Linked DNA regions of Sus scrofa: region 1 is linked to region 2. Evidence: chromatin contacts called from public HiChIP or PLAC-seq data. All regions are on one chromosome and are shown on one strand. The core of a region is the stretch at or near the end of the contact, and the rest is flanking DNA. Distances in the headings are between cores, read along the strand shown. Region 1 holds the start of CNOT10 (CCR4-NOT transcription complex subunit 10). Region 2 overlaps CMTM8 (CKLF-like MARVEL transmembrane domain-containing protein 8).

Region 1 (3,124 bases), core at 620-3,119, 360 kb after region 2:
TAAGCCAGGGGATCAAGGTCAACATCACCAAGTCATTGTGATAGTGCCTAGTCTCAATTTGATGCAATGAGAATGGCAAGTCACCCTGTGGTGTTTCTGCTAAAAATCTATAACCCTAGTCTAACCATGAAATAAAAAACAGTGGATGGAGTTCCTGTCATGGCTCAGCAGAAATGAATCTGACGAGTATCTGTGAGGACACAGGTTCAATCCCTGGCCTTGCTCAGTGGGTTAAGGATCCGGTGTTGCTGTGGCTGTGGTGTAGGCCAGCAGCTACAAGTTCAATTTGACTCCTAGCCTGGGAACCTCCATAATGCTATGACTGTGGCCTTAAGAGGACAAAAACAAAAAAACAATTAACCCATTCTTCAAAAACCTTGACTGGTACTCTTCAAAGCTGTCAACGTCATCAAGAACAAGGAAAATCTGGAATTCCCATCCTGGCTCAGTGGTTAACAAATCTGATTAGGAACCATGAGGTTGTGGGTTCAATCCCTGGCCTCGATCAGTGGGTTAAGGATCCGGCGTTGCCGTGAGCTGTGTAGGTCACAGATGAGGCTTGGATCCTGAGTTGCTGTGGCTCTGGCATAGGGTGGTGGCTACAGCTCTGATTAGACCCATAGCCTGGGAACCTGCATATGTCACAGGTGCAGCCCTAGAAGAACACACACACACAAAAAAAAAAAAGAATAAGGAAAATCTGAGAAGCAATAACAGCCAAGAATAGCCTGAGAAAGAATTCCCATAGTGGCCCAGCAGGTAAAGAACCTGACATAGTGTCCATGAGGATGTAGCTTCCTTCCCAGGCCCTTCCCTGTGGGTTAAGGATCTGGCTTGGCCACAAGTTGTGGTGTAGGTCACAGATGGGGCTCAGATCCTTGTGGCTCAGATCTGTCACTGCCCTGGCTGTGGTGTAAGCCTGCAGCTGCAGCTCCATTTAGACCCCTAGCCCAGGGATTTCCATATGCTGCAGATGTGGATGTAAAAAGGAAAAAAAGAATAGCTTATGGAGACATGAATAAATTTAATGTGGTATCCTGGAAAAGATCCTGGAACAGAAAGGGGACCGTAACTGAAAACTGGTGAATGGGAGTCCCTGTCGTGGCTCAATGGTTAACGAATCCGACTAGGAACCATGAGGTTGAGGGTTCGATCCCTGGCCTTGCTCAGTGGTTAACGATCCCGCGTTGCTGTGAGCTGTGGTGTAAGTTCCAGACGCGGCTCGGATCCCACATTGCTGTGGCTCTGCTGTAGGCCATTAGACCCCTAGCCTGGGAACCCCCATATGCCGAGGGAGTGGCCCTAGAAAAGGCAAAAAGACCAAAAAAAAAAAAAAAAAGAAAGAAAGAAAACTGGTGAAGTTGAAAAAAAAATTAATAGTAATATGCTAATGGTGGTTTCTTAGATGTGACAGATGTGTCGTAGTGACTTAATAATACTCAAAACGCTCACAAGAGCTCCATGTATCATTTCTGCAATTTTATATACATCTAAAACTTCTAAAACAAAATGTTTTGTTTTGACTTTAAATGGGGAAGGGAAAGGGCAACAGTGCCTTCTCAGAGATCTGTGAGAAATCAATGAGTATACAAGCCAAGTGCAAGCCTTAAGCTTAGCTAAGCTTAGCCTTAAGCTTAGATGTCAAGTGCAGTTATGTGGTTTTCCGTAAAATGAGGGACAAAAGGGCTGATACTTACGAAGTCTAACCAGGACAAGCACAAACACTAGCGCACAGCTTTCTCCCAGAGGTGCGGTTGAGCGTACTTCCGGACGGGAGCGCGCGCTCACGCTGCGGGGGGCGGGGCGCCGGGGACGCCAGCGTGGGGCGGGACCAGCCGCAGTTCCCACGCCGGCTGCGGCCCCCGGAAGTAGTGTGTCAGGGGACTCGGCGAGGCGGAAGCCGGGCATGGCTGGAGGCGGTGGCACCGCCCTGGCGGAGACGCTGCTGCTGTTGCTAGACTACGCGAGCTAGCCTTCGTCACTTCCTCAGCCCGCCGTCTGCCCACTCCACAGACCGGAACCCGGGGAGTGGGTGCAGACTTTTCCTCCGAGGTCCAGGACAGCGGTCGGCCGGGCAGCTGGAGTGGAGGCCACGCCACCTGCGGGGAAGAACCTGAGCCGAGGCGGGAAGATGGCTGCAGACAAGCCCTCAGGTGAGGTGCCCGCGCCCAGCGATCAGGGTCGAAACGGGACACGCGGGAGCAGGCAGACCCTGCGCTTCGGCGGAGGAGCTCCGGTTGGGGACTGGAGGTTGGGGACTCTAGGGTGACTCTAATTGGGGCGTGCCATTTCTCTCCCCATCCTCTCCCTCTGAGGGGCTAATGTGAGTCTTTGGGCCCGATGTCAGATAGTTTCTTACCAAGTGTGGCGTGAAGCTACTTCTGCCCTCCTTTGCCCCGCTCTCCGGAATAGCTCTGGTTTAAAAAGCTTAAACCTATGTGGCCGCTTCACAGATTTTCTGACTTCCCTTTGGGGAAAGCAGAGCAAGGAAAGTTCACCCTGGAAAAAGAGCTACCTTGATTTCCCCTGGCTCCGGCCAGGACTTCCCTGGCTGGTCACGGCGACATCAGCTTGCCTCTGGTCGGCCACGTCGTATATAATTAGCTTTATGAAAACCATTTATTTAAATGGGAATAACTTTATTGTGTCTCACTTCAGACTCTGCTTTTTAATATCTTGCGTGTGGAACCTGTTTTCCCCTAGTTCCTCAAGACTAATTTATCGTGACGATTTTCTTTATGGATTACTACCCCCTTCCTAAAAATCTTCTCCTTTGAAGAATATAAAATGCTTTCCTGCCTACTTTTGGGATGGTCTGGCCTATGTTTCCTGTAAGAAAATAATGTTCTCTGTGGCATCCATCCAGGTTTTGTTGGAATTTAAATGACAGGACTTAGAAGCAGTCAACACTTAAGATTTTTCACAGTAAAATTATTTTTAAAACTAAAATTAATTTAAAAAAGAAAAAAGGAAATCTCAAATGTAGTGTGTGTTTTAGTATGTCTTGATCTCAATAACTGAGAGTGGATCAGATATGGAAAGGCTCTCTAAGAGGTGACATTTGAACAAAGACTAAAGAGCCAGCCACAGGAAGCAAGAATGATGCAGATAGGTGGAGCAGCAG
Region 2 (3,270 bases), core at 559-3,058:
TCCCTCACTCTTTAGCCCCTGGGAGCGGGGTTGTCTCCCTCATCAGCAGTGTATCTGCAGTGAGTGGGGGCCCAGTGATGTAGTTGAAGGAAAGATGGGCTGTGCATACATATTCTCATGTGTTTTTATTCAGCCCTGCTCAGTTGGAACCTGTTTCCCTTTGTGAGAATCGGGTTTCCCATTGCCACTTCCTTGAGATGGCAACATGTTCTCATTCTGGCCCTGATTACTGCCTATTACTAGCAAGATCACATATTCTCCTGGAGCATGGTTTTTTAAAATTCTATTGAAGTATAATTGATTTACAGTGTTTTGCTTTCTGCTGTACAGCAAAGTGATTCAGTTATACACATGCACATATCCGTTCCCATGTAAGTTATCACAGAATATTGGGTAGAGTTCCCTGTGCTATACAGTTCCCATTGACCCTCCATTCCATATACCATAGTGTGCCTGTGCTGGTCCCAAGCTCCCAATCCTTCCCTTCCCTGAACCTTCCCCCTTTAGTGATCACCGGTTTGTTTTCAAAGTCTGCGAGTCTGTTTCTGTTTTGTAAATAAGTTCATTTGTATCATTTCTTTAGATTCCACATATAAGTGATATCATATGATGTTTGTCTTTGTCTGACTTAGTTCACTTAGTATAATCATCTCTAGGTCCATCCATGTTGCTGCAAATGACATTATTTCATTCTTTTTATGGCTGAGTAATATTCCATTGTATATATATACCATTGTGTGTGTGTGTGTATATATATATATATATATATATATATATCCATTCCTCTGTCAGTGGACACTTAGGTTGCTTCCATGTCTTGGCTATTTTAAATGGGGCTGCAGTGAATATTGGGGTGCCTGCATCTTTTTGAACTACGGTTTTCTCCAGATATATGCTGAAGAGTGGGAATGCTGGATCACATGGTAGTTCTATTTTTCGTTTTTTTGAAGACCTCCTGGGACTGCAGGGTTGCTTCACTCTGAGGGCTCTGTAGTTGCAAAATGAGCTGTGCTGCTTCAGGTGTTCCTACTGGATTTGAGGTTCCATGGGTTGAAGCCCCTGCTTTTCTCACCCAGGTTTTTCTCAGGAGGAGTAGGACATGACTCAGCCACAGAGGAACAGAGGGGTGTGTGCCCACTTGGGCGCTTTGTGTGTTGTTGATCCTTGACCCTGCCAGTAGAGGGCAGCAGAGCAGCCCAACTTCTGTCCAGGTTTTCATTATTTTAATAGCCTCATGAGGGTGCCTTTTCAACTCATCCCCCATGTGTTTGCTCTCAAAAAATGGTTGTTTTTCTGGAAGATTTGGGTTCCAGCCACTGGGCAAAGATTACCACCCCCCCCCAATTATGAGCTAGTGTAAAAAGTGATTTTAGGTGATTTTAGGAAAATCGTTCTCTACTTTTTTTTTACTCTTTTTAAAAAATTTTACATTGGAATGTAGTTGATTTACAATGTTGTGTTTCAGGTGTACAGCAAAGTGATTCAGTTATACATGTACATATTTCCATTCTTTTTCAGATTCTTTTCCCATATAGGGTATTATAGGATATTGGGTAGAGTTCCCTCTGCTATGCAGTAGGTCCTTGTTGGTTATCTATTTTATATATTGTAGGGTGTATCTGTTAATCCCAGACTCCTAATTTATCCCTCCCCCTCAGTTGCCGTCTGCTTTTGAAGGGGGATCATACCACTTACTCACCTTGAATGGACACTGTCTGAATTTGAACTTTTAACCAGGCCATTCTCTTCTATGAAGCAACCTTGGTGACTAAGACTCCCTTTGTGGAATAAAGGGTGACCTCACCCAGCCCTGTCTGTTCCCAGGGTGGACGCTCCAGGCTGCTGTATCCATCTGCAATACAGTAGTGTCATTACAGCGTCTTGTGCAAAATGGTGATGGTGAAAGAACAATTTCTTCTATTGTTCACCAGCCTTGTCTGGAGGAACATTTAATTACCAGCTTGTGGTAGTTAAGGAGAAAAAAAGGTTCTTGAAACTCGGGGGGCTTTGATGGTTTAAAATTAAGCCTGTGTGTAGGAAAATAAGATCTGTGTGTGGGAAGAATTTAGGGGGAATGGTTCGGGTACTAATTTATACACTTGAAGTGTGTATTTATGAAGGAGTCCTGGATAAGAATAACATTGTAAAAGTCAAAGATGCTGAGGAAGCCCAGGGTGAAGGTAAAGAGGTCTGGTTTATGTTCCCCAGCATGGTCTTGGTCATTGGCAGTGCTCCTTGTTCATAGAATCCCCACAAAAAATCTCGATCATCTTCGAACTAAAAACTTTGACTATTGGAAGATCTAGACTATGAGACATGCACTAGACACGTGACTTTTTGCCTTTTGAAATCTTTCCTTCTCTTAATTTTTTCCCCCCAGAAATCTTGGTCTGTTTCTAGGGAAACCCTAGCTAGGAACTTTCCTTATATCAGCTTCTGCTTATAAAATGAGAACAATCCTGATTTTTATGTCACATTTGCTCTTCCCTGTCAGCCAGCCCCTCATCACCTGGCCATCTTGGGTTCACTCAGAGAGTCTGGGGTATTTACGTGGAGAATAGTCCTTGGTCCTCGACATAGAGTATGGGGTCAGAGAGTGTCAGGGCACCATTTCCAAAGGTAAGTGTCTCTTCTTTCTACTCTTTTTTGGAGAAGATTTCCAAAGGGAGCATTGGTTTAAATCAATGAAAATACTGGCTTAGGTTACCCTGAATTTTGTAAACAAGTTGGAGTACTTTGGTTGAACCATAGGAATGCCAGGATTCTACATAGCTTGGCTGTTCTTAGACTAGGGATAGGTTTTTCTACTACAGGAGTCATTGACTCAAGGGGAGAAACCTCATAAACTGGTTGAAAGGCAGACAATCTTAAAGGAAACTTATCCAAATCTTAAAAATAAGGCAGGAGTTCCCGTCGTGGCGCAGTGGTTAACGAATCCGACTAGGAACCATGAGGTTGCAGGTTCGGTCCCTGCCCTTGCTCACTGGGTTAACAATCCGGCGTTGCCGTGAGCTGTGGTGTAGGTTGCAGACGCGGCTCGGATCCCGCATTGCTGTGGCTCTGGCGTAGGCCGATGGCTATACCTCCGATTCAACCCCTGGCCTGGGAACCTCCATATGGCGCGGGAGCGGCCCAAGAAATAGCAACAACAACAACAAAGACAAAAAGACCAAAAAAAAAAAAAAAAAAAAAAAAATAAGGCAAAAAGTGATTACTAGGTGCCTTTTCAGTATGCTGCTGAAACGTTGTCTAGCAAGCCTACCAAAGATC

What was found. HiChIP or PLAC-seq counts read pairs in DNA pulled down with a chosen protein or histone mark.
Region 1: an H3K27ac HiChIP or PLAC-seq map of alveolar macrophages shows a contact between it and region 2. The contact joins the promoter of CNOT10 here to the enhancer-like site in region 2.

The regions. Positions count from the first base shown.
Region 1 is chr13:18,647,856-18,650,979 of Sscrofa11.1, forward strand. It overlaps CNOT10 (CCR4-NOT transcription complex subunit 10), which reads left to right and starts at 1,870. Exons shown (of 17, transcript XM_021071550.1): 1 at 1,870-2,153. It overlaps LOC110256561 (a long non-coding RNA gene), which reads right to left and starts at 1,785. Exons shown (of 4, transcript XR_002338194.1): 1 at 1,698-1,785.
Region 2 is chr13:18,288,448-18,291,717 of Sscrofa11.1, forward strand. All of the region lies in intron 1 of CMTM8 (CKLF-like MARVEL transmembrane domain-containing protein 8), which reads left to right. Among named protein-coding and RNA genes, the nearest start is that of CMTM8, 47 kb to the left of the region's middle. Within about 2 kb of position 1,809, at least 7 of the 83 cell types and tissues checked have an H3K27ac peak or open chromatin away from gene starts, as enhancers often do. A contact at or near this core is called in alveolar macrophages, where this site is marked.